2 separate regions of the Zea mays genome follow, and region 1 is linked to region 2. Evidence: chromatin contacts called from public Hi-C data. All regions are on one chromosome and are shown on one strand. Each heading gives the region's core, a stretch centred on a gene start, on an enhancer-like site or on the middle of the called end of the contact. The rest is flanking DNA. Distances are from core to core; before and after follow the strand shown.

Region 1 (2,712 bases), core at 139-2,638, 180 kb before region 2:
CGAGGCTTTCATGCGGCCACTTTCCAATGCCTTCTCCTTTCTGGGCCTCCCACGCCCTCTCTTAGTCAATGAAGCATCCACGGACTGCACAGATTCAGGTTGCATCTTCTCTTTCCCAGCAACCACAACCTTAGGTGGGCGCCCTCTTCCCCGCTTCGCACCAACCAAACTGTTACTAGAAGCAGATATGTTCATGGAGGAACCACGCAAAGCACTGATATCAACAGCAACCTTGGGCAGCCGGACAGTCTCACTCTTACCACTGTGGGACATGGTAGCAGGTGTCGGTGAGAGAGGAGTGGTATTCCTCTGTGGTTGTCCACCAGCAGGTCCCTTCTCAGCTCCCACCAACGGCGCCACAGCGGGGTAGGCACTCTTGCGCGGGCGTCCGCGGCCACGCTTGACCCCAGACGGAGGTGGTAGAACAACAGCTCCCAGCAGCTCGGAAAAGGAGGAACGCACAGGGACAAGGGCCTTCCGAGGACGTGCACGGCCCGTCTTGATCCCAGATGGAGGCGGTGGATCAATCCCTCCCAGCAGTGGCGAAGAAGAGGAAGGCGGAGGGACAAGGGCGTCCTTCCGAGGGCGTCCACGCCCCCTCTTGACCCCAGATGGAGGCGGCGGAACACTTGCTCCCTGTAGCGGCGAAGGGGAGGGGGAGGAAGCCACCGGGTCCTGGGCGCTCTTGCGTTTGCGTGGGCGTCCACGCCCTCGCTTGGCGTCCTGAAACGCCGGGATCGAAGCGGAAGGGGCTGAATCTGCGTACTTGCGAGGCCGCCCCCGACCACGCTTCTGCCCCGGAGCAGGGTTGGGGTTGGGCGGGATGTTGGAGCCTCGCCCCTGCCGCTGAGCGGCGGTGGAGACGAAGTAGTTGCCAGAGACGAGGCGAAGTTGGCCATGGGACTTGAGGCTGCGGAGATGGACGGAGAGGAGGGCATCGTGGCGCGAGTGGAGGCCGGAGAAGTGGTCGGCGATGTAGGTGGCGATGGCGCTGCGGCTCGACCCGCTCGGGTCCCGCAGCTCCGTCAGCGCCTGCATGATCATCTGCGGGCGCATCCAACCCAAATCATCGATCGAGATGCAGCAGCAAGATTCAATATTCACTCCAACGAACCGAGGAGGGAGACGGGGAGCGGCTATATTACCTCCTTGTATGTCGGATGGGGACGGCCGGCGGAGGGTGCCGCCGACGAAGGCGACGCGACGGCGGCCACCATTTCGTCTTGCCTCCGCTACTGCTGTTTCTTTTCTCTCGTTTTTCCCCCTACTACAATACTGGGGATTGGTGAATGGGGAATTGGGGATCTCCTGACTGCGTGAGGGATAGGGAAGCGGGGAGAGGGTGGGTGATGCGGGTAGGCGAAGCCCCCCGATGCCGACAAGGGCATCAAACCAGGTTCGTTGGATGCAGCACGTGCAAATCGGTGCCCGTAGCCTGGCGTTTGCGTTTCCCGCGAGCCTCGCGCGCCCGCTTGGCCTGTGCATGAGGTGAGGTGAGGTGAGGTGAGGTGAAGGTGAGACTCATTAGACTGAAAAATATATGTATATGATAAATTTAAAATAAGGAATAAGATATAAGATAAAATATAATATTCTGCTGGAGATAGTCTGTTTGTGGGGAATACGGATGGCTCCAAACTGAATCAGAATTGTTAGGAAAGCGTAAACGATATAAGTTAGAGTATTTTCTATTTATGCTATTATAAAAATTTATAGTTTATATAAAGTGTTGAGCACCAAAATTGAGTGCGGACGGCTCTAAGGTCGGACTGTCCACCGTAGCGGCCAGGACCATCCGCGTGTGCGCGGAATCAGTTAGGGTTTCAGATTTCTTATTGAGAGCGGACGATGTTCGATAGCGGAGTTGATGTTATGGTCGGTGTGACGAACCGTAATGATGGAGTGCATTCTATCGAGATTTTATATAGTGTGCGACCACTGACACATTGCTTTCTTCCAAAAGAAGGTGCATCTTGTTGGCTGGTTTCTCAACAGTCAAACAAACTGGCACTAAAATACCACAGAGATATGGGATGGGATAGGGGCCTGCTAGAGATAGCCTTAAAAAACCCCACGCGTTGGTCGTAAACAAATTGATCGAGCAATTAAATTTAGATGAAAAATAGATTAGGAAGAAAATGTGGACGATGTTGGGGAGGAGTATTGTACTCCCTCCGTTTCGTTTTAGTTGTCGCTGGATAGTACAAAATTGAACTATCCAACGACAACTAAAAAGAAACAGGGGAGTATCATTTTTTAAGAACTATGTAACTTTTTCATTTTTTTTCATTCTTTTTTTGACTTCTGTAGTTTTTTTCTTCATCACGTGGTCAGGTGATTTTTTTTTCCTAAACAAAATGTCATGTTTCGTTTTAAATAAAAATTTCTAAAATAAAAGTTGATGGAGCGATGATATAGGTGTAGGTTGCTGATAAAGGCTATGCACAGAAGAGCTGACCACGATTGATAGCGCAGTTGATATTATGGTTAGTAGCTCATGTGATGAACGGTAAGGATAAATGTATTGTAGGGGCGGACCTAGTGAGGGCACAGGCCCTCGCTCATTTCTTTGTTGTAAGTAGTGTAGTCTAAAATTTTACATAAGGTTCCATGCTCAGTCAAGTATAGATAACATCACTTTGATGTTTGGATGCTCGTCTTTATAAGTGTGTCCTCGCTCTTATTTTGTTCTGGATCCGCTCGTGTATGTTG
Region 2 (2,700 bases), core at 179-2,678:
GATGGACGACATACGTCTCGGGAGGGCGGTTTGTCTGCGATCGGTTGATCAGGCCAATGGCGTGCGTGGTGGCGACGATGAGCCGACATATATGGACGTGCAGACGAAGAGGCGTGGCCACGCCAGGCTTTCCGAGTACGCTGTAGGCCACACCAGTTGCACCGTTGAAGAAGATGAAGAAACCGGTGTTGTTGAAGCCGTTGTCGATGATGTGCGAGTTGATAGGCGGTGGGCGATGGGGGCATCCTATGGGGGCGATGGGCTTGGCGGATCAGAGGGACCCACGATGCATCCTTCGAGGGCGCTGCCCCCAGGACCTTCTCGCACATTATTACAGGCAGTATTTCATTTGAATGGATAACTAACTTAATCCTGCTTTTCCCCCATGTAGCATGGATGGTTACTGTTGCTATATTCATCCTATCATTGAGAAAAGGTTGCAAGGTTTGTGGAGTAATAGTTTGGAGCAAACTATACAGAAAAATGGTTATCATGGTAATTTTTTTGCTGACTCCTTCCTGTAAATTAAACAGAATCCATTGCCAGTTTCTTTTTTCACATCTGAAAAATACTTTATTTTCTCCCACATTGAGTAGAAGAGTTATCTTGGTCTCTTCATGACGAGGACTTTGGTGGTTCATCAACAAAACTTGTGCAATTAACAGGCAAAACTGCCATGGAAGTCTGTAAAGCACAATCATCAGATACTCTCAAGCTTTCACCTGATGACGAAATAGAAGGGGAAATAGTTTATTTACAATCCAGGCTACTTGATGGTGTTGTTTCTATGAAGCAGAGATATGGTAAGTTTTTTGTCATGTACATTATTATTCCTTATGCAGCCGTACAAGAAGATTTTGGTTGTTGTCAGCATTATTAATTCCCCTGCTGCTGCTGCACTATATTAATATTTAGTCTACACAGTCCTAAATTGAACTGCTTAGATGTGTTTATATTTCTTCAGCTTTCTGAATCGATATTTCAGTCCGTCTTGTATCTTGCAGAAGATTTGATACTCAAGGTTGTCCAGAATATTTCTTATGAGTTGGATTCTTTCAATAAAAGAAAATGGGATCATATCATTGTGAATCAGTTTCTTCGTGATCTGAGAGAAGCTAAGAAGCGCGGAAACTCAGAGAGGAGACACAAGGAAGCTCTAGCTATTCTGGCTGCAACTGCACCTTCTGTTACACCGACCTCACGAAACACAACAGTGAGGAAAGAGACAGAAAACAATGTGACACCTGCTAAACGAGAGGTTATCCGTGTGCTTTGCTTGTTCAGTTGTTGTCAGGCATTATCGTTTTTTATTGATTTCTGTTTGTTTCCAGAACATGCCAAGAAGCATTACTGGATCCTCAAGAATTGGCCAACTATCTTCTTCACCACAAGCAAAGGATTTATCATTTTCCAACAGTGATGTCTCAGACGAAACTAACTTTGGCATTTTCAATCTGGCGAAGTTCTCCAAGAAAAGTGCTCTTCCCTGTGATATATGCATGCGATGTGATACAATATTGAACCGTATTTTTGTTTGCTCGAGCTGTAAGGTGATTTGCAGTTACTGTTTTTTTGTCCCAAATAAATTGCACTCCATCAACTATTAACTGGTTTGATCAGCAGGCTACTGTACACTTAGATTGCTACCAGAGTCTGGTGTATCCCACTGGCCCATGGAAATGTGAACTTTGCCATGAGATGCCCTCAGATTCTGTTACCTCTGGTGAACAATCAGACCAAAATGGTCCGAAAGCTTGTTTGGTGCAATGTGGTTTATGCCATGGAACATCTGGTGCTTTTAGAAAGACTGTGAAGGGTCAATGGGTTCATGCTTTCTGTGCTGAGGTAATGATTTCTAGTTTTCTCTTTCCATATTGCTGTTTTGCTTAGCTTATGTACATTTTAAGTTACCCCAACTTTCCTTAGTGGCTGTTGGAGACAACATTCAGAAGAGGGCAACATAATCCAGTCGACGGAATGGTACTATCTTGTTCTAGCTATGCTCTTAATATTTCTGTGCTGGCAAATATATATATCTTCTATCATATTTCTTTTTCATTATAATGCGTGGTTATGTGATCAAATCACCAGAAGCCAGCTTGAATACAATATGACTGAATTATATTATTCTTTTGTTCTGGCTGTTCTATCAAACCTAAGGAGAGGCTTCATCACAAGGATAAAGATACATGCTCTATATGCCACCGCTGTGTTGGTGCATGCTTGAAGGTTTGCTTTTTAAACTTTATACCTTCAACCAATAAATGTAGACAAATGAATCATACCTTGCTAAACTTCTCTTTTTCAACCATGCAGTGCTGTACATTAGATTGTCAAATTACTTTTCATCCTTCATGTGCTAGAGATGCTGGTCTTTACATGAATACAAAAAGATTGGGTAATATGTTACAACATAAAGCATACTGTTGTAGACACAGTATTGAACAGAGAAAGGTAAGAGATACTTTAAATTGTTCAGGAGAGGTATATGTCTTCACCCTGTAACCAGATTTGTATCCTTACATATCATAATTGCCTCTACATTTTTCTATGGAAATTCACACAGGCCTATAGTCAACAATATGGTCCTGATGAAATCAAGGGCATGAAACAAATGAGGGTAAACACACCACTTCATACTTCATCTCCCGCAAGGATCAATATTATGCTTAAATCATTATATCTACCTTTTTGTTTAAC

The links. Hi-C and Micro-C count contacts between places; a contact is called where the count stands out from the background.
Region 1: a Hi-C map of leaf mesophyll shows a contact between it and region 2, with 2.1 times the contacts expected there. The contact joins the promoter of LOC100286130 here to the promoter of LOC100279001 in region 2. A contact is called at or near these places in 15 of 25 Hi-C or Micro-C datasets (bundle sheath, ear, endosperm and 5 more) and 1 of 3 datasets of contacts at active chromatin or transcription factors (leaf).

What each region holds. Positions count from the first base shown.
Region 1 is chr6:121,213,288-121,215,999 of Zm-B73-REFERENCE-NAM-5.0, reverse strand. LOC100286130 (DNA-binding protein) reads right to left here and starts at 1,388. Exons shown (of 2, transcript NM_001159018.2): 1 at 1,146-1,388; 2 at 1-1,044. The coding sequence starts at 1,217.
Region 2 is chr6:121,032,193-121,034,892 of Zm-B73-REFERENCE-NAM-5.0, reverse strand. LOC100279001 reads left to right here and starts at 1,428. Exons shown (of 9, transcript NM_001152077.3): 1 at 1,428-1,550; 2 at 1,624-1,845; 3 at 1,927-1,980; 4 at 2,161-2,229; 5 at 2,317-2,454; 6 at 2,567-2,620. The coding sequence starts at 1,500.